Regions from separate parts of the Mus musculus genome. Here region 1 is linked to region 2. A link is a contact called in public HiChIP or PLAC-seq data. All regions are on one chromosome and are shown on one strand. The core of a region is the stretch at or near the end of the contact, and the rest is flanking DNA. Distances in the headings are between cores, read along the strand shown. Region 1 overlaps Ica1 (islet cell autoantigen 1). Region 2 overlaps Col28a1 (collagen, type XXVIII, alpha 1).

What was found. HiChIP or PLAC-seq counts read pairs in DNA pulled down with a chosen protein or histone mark.
Region 1: an HNF4G HiChIP or PLAC-seq map of pancreatic cancer cells shows a contact between it and region 2. The contact joins two enhancer-like sites. A contact is called at or near these places in 3 of 484 Hi-C or Micro-C datasets (extraembryonic endoderm stem cells, liver and reprogramming fibroblasts), 1 of 115 datasets of contacts at active chromatin or transcription factors (pancreatic cancer cells) and 1 of 9 other capture datasets (macrophages).

The regions. Positions count from the first base shown.
Region 1 is chr6:8,751,647-8,754,346 of GRCm38.p6, reverse strand. The region is part of intron 3 of Ica1 (islet cell autoantigen 1); the gene reads left to right. Among named protein-coding and RNA genes, the nearest start is that of Ica1, 25 kb to the left of the region's middle. Within about 2 kb of position 1,321, at least 46 of the 459 cell types and tissues checked have an H3K27ac peak or open chromatin away from gene starts, as enhancers often do. A contact at or near this core is called in pancreatic cancer cells, where this site is marked.
Region 2 is chr6:8,104,712-8,107,411 of GRCm38.p6, reverse strand. It overlaps Col28a1 (collagen, type XXVIII, alpha 1), which reads left to right. Exons shown (of 35, transcript NM_001037865.1): 14 at 749-817. Among named protein-coding and RNA genes, the nearest start is that of Col28a1, 87 kb to the left of the region's middle. Within about 2 kb of position 1,356, at least 41 of the 459 cell types and tissues checked have an H3K27ac peak or open chromatin away from gene starts, as enhancers often do. A contact at or near this core is called in pancreatic cancer cells, where this site is marked.

The DNA.
Region 1 (2,700 bases), core at 72-2,571, 650 kb before region 2:
GTTGAACACTCAAGCCAGGCAAATGTTTAGTTAACAGCAAACAAAATGACCTGTAAGGTAGATTCTAGAAATACTGGTACTAAGCCATGGAAAATTCTAGAATGAATTAACTAAGCAGATATTTAGTTAATCTGTGTAGCAAGTGTTTTAATATCAGGTTGATTACTGGGTTAGTATGATGAATAAAAGGCCTGCTGCATTATTGTCTTGCTGAGCATTTTTGCTTTTAGTTCTCATTACAACTTGAAAGCAAACATCAGTTCTGTGAGTGACAGGGCACTGGGAATAATAGTGTGGTCAATGGACGATAGTCTATAGGGTCTCTAAGTTTACTATGGCAGCTAAAGTTAATGAGCTGAACATTAATGAGGCTGCGATTAAAAGCTCAAAATTTCCAAGCCTTCTCAAGAGTCTTGAAACCTTAGCAAAGGGCTCAAAGCACATACAGGGTAGCTGTCAGTTATACAGGATGGCCTTTTGTGTCTATGAATCTGAGGGCAGAGGCAGATCCAGAGAAAGCTGCAAAGCTTTGTTAGGAGAGATGGGCTGGCCTTGAGACCGTAGATGCCCTGCCCTGCACAATGGGATCTGAGCTACTGTTGCCTTTGTAACAAGAATCCTTAAGTGTTCCAGCTACTATGGGGGTTAAATTAGATATGATTCCAGTAATGCATAGAATTGACTGAGTGTTTGTCATGTCTTGACAGCCTAGTACCAGAATGTTCCTGATAGACCTGACCTCTGCCTCCTTCCCCTGGGTTCTCCTCTCCTCCCCTCTCCTCTCCCCTCCCCTCCCCTCCCCTGCCCTCCCCTCCCTTTTCTCTTCCCTCTTCTTTTCCCTTTTCTCTTTTCTCCCATTCTTACACTACTCACACCACATTACAGACACTAAGGTCTTTTCTCAGATCTCTCGGTATAACCAGCTAGTTCAGGCTTGTCAAAGCCATTTCCTTGCTCTGCCTGGACACTTTGCCCTGTATCTTTCCTTGACTGACTTGATCTCATAGTTCTCACATCCTAAAGGTGAAAGTCCCTGGCTGTCTACCCACAGACTGGCTGCTCACTGCCACATGGCCTGGCTTCCTTTCGTATAGCGTACTTATTTCTGCAACAGAAACCCCTCTGGTGGGTAATGCACTATGAGATGGGGCTAAATCCTCTCATGCGCAGTCCTTGGAAAAAGTCTCAGGTGTGAGTTTGTTTGCCTGCCTCCTTGCCACAAAGAGGTCAAATTCCAAGTTAGCTCTTACTCACCACTGTGCTCCCAGCCTGTCCCAGGCGCAGTTTCAAACTGAATGACTGTGTAAATACTCACTCTATGTATGTTAGTACAGACAGTCTCAGTTCTCGACCATTTCTCTCTGCCACTGGAAATTGTGAAACAGAAGCCATGGGGTTGCTGCTTCTGAAGAGGTTCACCTTAGAACAGGGTAGAAAGAGGAAATGTCTTTTCTGATATTTGTATTGTAAATACAGTTTAAGCCATTCGAAGCTGAAGCTGTTTGTTTGTTTTTTGTAAACAATCTAGTAAATACAAACATTTATCCAAAAAGTAATTAAAGCTTGGCATAATGGTAGTCCTGTAATCCCAGGAGGTTGAAGCAGGAGGATTACCCATTTGGGCTTCACAGCAAGAACCTGTCTTAAAGACATAGTCATTTAATATTTAATTTAATTTACTACTCTCTTAAACATCTGGAGGTCCTTGCGGCAGCACTTTTATTGATGCAAGTATGCTTTCATCTAAGTATCCGCTGTCATAGGCTATGCATCCAGCAGATCTGGACTTAGTGTTTTGTCTACCCAAGGGATTTCTGTTGCAAAAACATTAATATAGGTACAGATGCGTAGAGAGAGTGGGTTGACCAGTTAGAACATGAGAATTATATGCAAGCTGTCATGGAGTGCTCTTACACTGGATGGCCTGTAGAAGGCTAATTTACTCTGCTGGCCCAGAAACGAAGTGCCCATACAAAGCTTTATTAGGGACTGTGGAAATGTCTGGTGCATAAACACATGGACCTGAGGTTAGATCTCCAGCACTCATGTGAGTAGAAATTCTTGTTGTACAAGCCTGACAACACTAGTGTGATCCCCAGAACCCACTACACTAGGGAGAACTGACTCCTCAAGTTCTCTTCTGACCTCCACCTGCACAGTATGTTACACCATATACACACACACACATACACACACACACACACACACACACACACACACACACACCATACATACATACATACATACATACATACATACATACATACATATACACACACAATAGTATTGACAAATCAAATCAAATTTTAAAATAGGGTGATTTACCACAAAGGAAGTTATACAACATTGACCTCTACCCTCCTTATATATAAATACAAGACATTGAGAAGTTAATATATAAATATTATGTTCAAGTTTAGTTTTTTAATAGCTTCCAGGACTCAGTGGACTATTTCAAAGATGGAAATGTTTGCTTTGAATATAAGTGCCTGAACTCACAGAATGAAACATCCCAAAGCTGCATTTTATTGCACCTCACCAATACCTTGATTTTTAAGAGGTCAGTAGTAAGAATGGGCCACATCATTACTCTTGGGTTCAAAAGTTAGAATTAGAACATCTCTGTTCTTACCCAGATGGCGTGTGGCCCAGAACACTGCTTTCAGGTGTTGGCAAAGAAACAAGCTGGTGTTTTCTGGT
Region 2 (2,700 bases), core at 107-2,606:
CCGCTTCACACACATACTAAAATAAAATGCCCAGTTTTGATATAAGCCCTGTCTTTTGGTTTTTAAGTTTTTGGTGAGTGGGTTTTCTGCCATCTCACTTTGCCCTGCACTTATACTGTTTTCTTTCTACCCATGTGAGAAGTCCTCACCACTCCTAGTACCTTCCTGAAAGGAGCCTCAAGGACTTCTTAAAACCATGGAGACTAAATGTCATATCCCCCCTTTAGTGATCTTGTGAAGATATATGACTTATGCATAAAATTTTCTCTGAATTCATCCAGCTCCAAAAATAACCAAGTGTATCAGGTCAAAGTGAGACAGAGGGAAACTGGTAATGCTTCCCATGAGCCCATGGAGAGCTTTCCCCGGGCTCTTCCAATATTTACTCAAATGAGTAAATCTCTCTGGGCCTTTCTCCAGACCACACAGTCCTGGGTTTCTTCTCTCATGGGGTGTATTTTCTTACCCTTATTCTGAAGTATCACCTATTTCAATTTTCCTCTTATTTGAAGACAGCTAGAAGCTTGTTTCCTGTTCAGACAGGAGGAATATTGAACCCAGTGAGAATCCTGTTACTTGCAGCTAATCAGTATGGATTGTACTCCAAGGATTCTTACTAAATGAAATGAGACCTCAATGCCGCCATGTCTGTGGGAACTGAAATTAACATTCTCTTCTGCCTACACCCCCCCAACTCCCATTCTCCTTCCTTTCTCTTCTATTTTACATTCTGTCCTTCCCTAACCAGGGTCCCCGTGGTCCTGAGGGAGCACCAGGAGAGCGGGGCCTACCAGGAGAAGGATTTCCTGGACCTAAGGTAACAAAAGCTTTTGAACTACTGGAAAAATACTTTGTCTAAAATGGCTGCGAAGTATAAGTCATTAGAAGCTAAGTGTGTTCCTGGCCACTCTCACCCTATTGAGTAAAACAATATGCAAATTTCCCCAGAACCTGAAAGCACATACACATGAAATTTACAATTATAAAATTAGTAATCAGCAGACTTGCATTCCACGTAATTACTATATGTTAATTAGAAAATTATCTTAGTTTATAAGCACTAAAGCCACATACATTTGGTTTTGGTCCAAAAGTTAAATTGCCGAGTGTAGCTATGGCAACCCTTGGCTCACAGCTTTATTTTACTAAACACAGATAAGAAGGAGAGTCTAACACCCCAGGTTTAATAGGATTGCCATAAACACTGTCAGAAAAATAATGTTAACACAAAGAACAAGACATTCTGAACGACCTGCCTTTGACCTGGAGTTGGGAAGCAGGCTTCCTACTGCTTTCTCTACTCAATGTGTTGGCAGTTCTTTCTGTAACTTCCCAAAATAGCAGGCACTTATGATCTATGAGCCATTGATAACGGTTTCAATGACTCAGCGCTGTTGTAGTCTGAAAATAGCCACAGACAATGTATAAACGATGGCTGTGGCAGACCAGTAAAACCATATTAACAGAAATAGGCAGTGGGGTCTGGTTAGTGGTCTATGGTTGGCCAACCCGTGGGCTGTAGTCTGCAGTGTATCTGCCAGAGGCCACATAGGAGATAATTTCCTAAGGTACTTAGGGCCCTATCAACAGAATTTTAGAACAAAACACATACTTGAAATCTTTATTCTAAAATCTTTCTATGAAGCATACATGTTGAGGTACACACACCATCCTGAGAGCCATATACTGCTCTCTGAGTGTTTAAGAACCTCTACAAGTGTCTTTTTAATACACTGAGGTCTGAGCTCCCATCTGTAGCCACATGATCTAGGCATCTCATTCTTACATTTTTCAACCATGACCAACATTTGGTACCAATGAACAGCCAGCCTACATTTAAAGAGAGGAAAGCAGTTAGCTAAAGCAATAGACACTAAATTGTAAGTGACTGTTGGGTTAAATTTTAAAATTTGTCTTTGTTAAATTTGTTATAACGTGAAAATAATGTGTTAGATAAAGTGACCTTGCAAATCAAATACCTTTGACTATCCAAAGAATCATTCTTAAGAACACAGGTCAATAGTTGTTTATTATTATATTTCAAAAAGTTATAATATATAGTTTCTTAAATATTTTGGTATCCAGTAGATTAGTATTTATGTCTAACATAAGCAATCTGGAAAATTCAATTATCTAGATTATTTCTCTTCATATTTGTGCATGTTAAAGCAGTGGTATGTGTGTGTGTGTGTGTGTGTGTGAGAGAGAGAGAGAGAGAGAGAGAGAGAGAGAGAGGATATTATATTCAATACAATACTAGAATACTAGAAAATATAATATTTCATAGCATGCCTCAATGACACGCCCAACATATTTGTATAGAATATAAAACTGATACAATGTGGGGCCTGGAGAGATCGCTTAGCAATTATGTGTACTAGCTGGTATTCCAGAGAACCCAAATTTGATTTCCAGAACTTGCATGGTAGGTCATGACCAAATTTAACTTCAGTTCTGGGGTGCTTGATGCCCTCTTCTGGCCTTTAATGGCATCGGGCATGAATGTGGTGGTATACAGACATACATGTAGGCAAATCACCACACATATGAAGCATGTTATGATAAACTCTGGAATATAAAAACCCAATATTTAAAGGCTCCTGACTTATCACGGAAATTACATTTATCTTCAGTGATGCTTTAGGACCGAGTATAAAAGGCTGCATTCTGGGTAACAATTGGGACACTTTATTTTCCCAC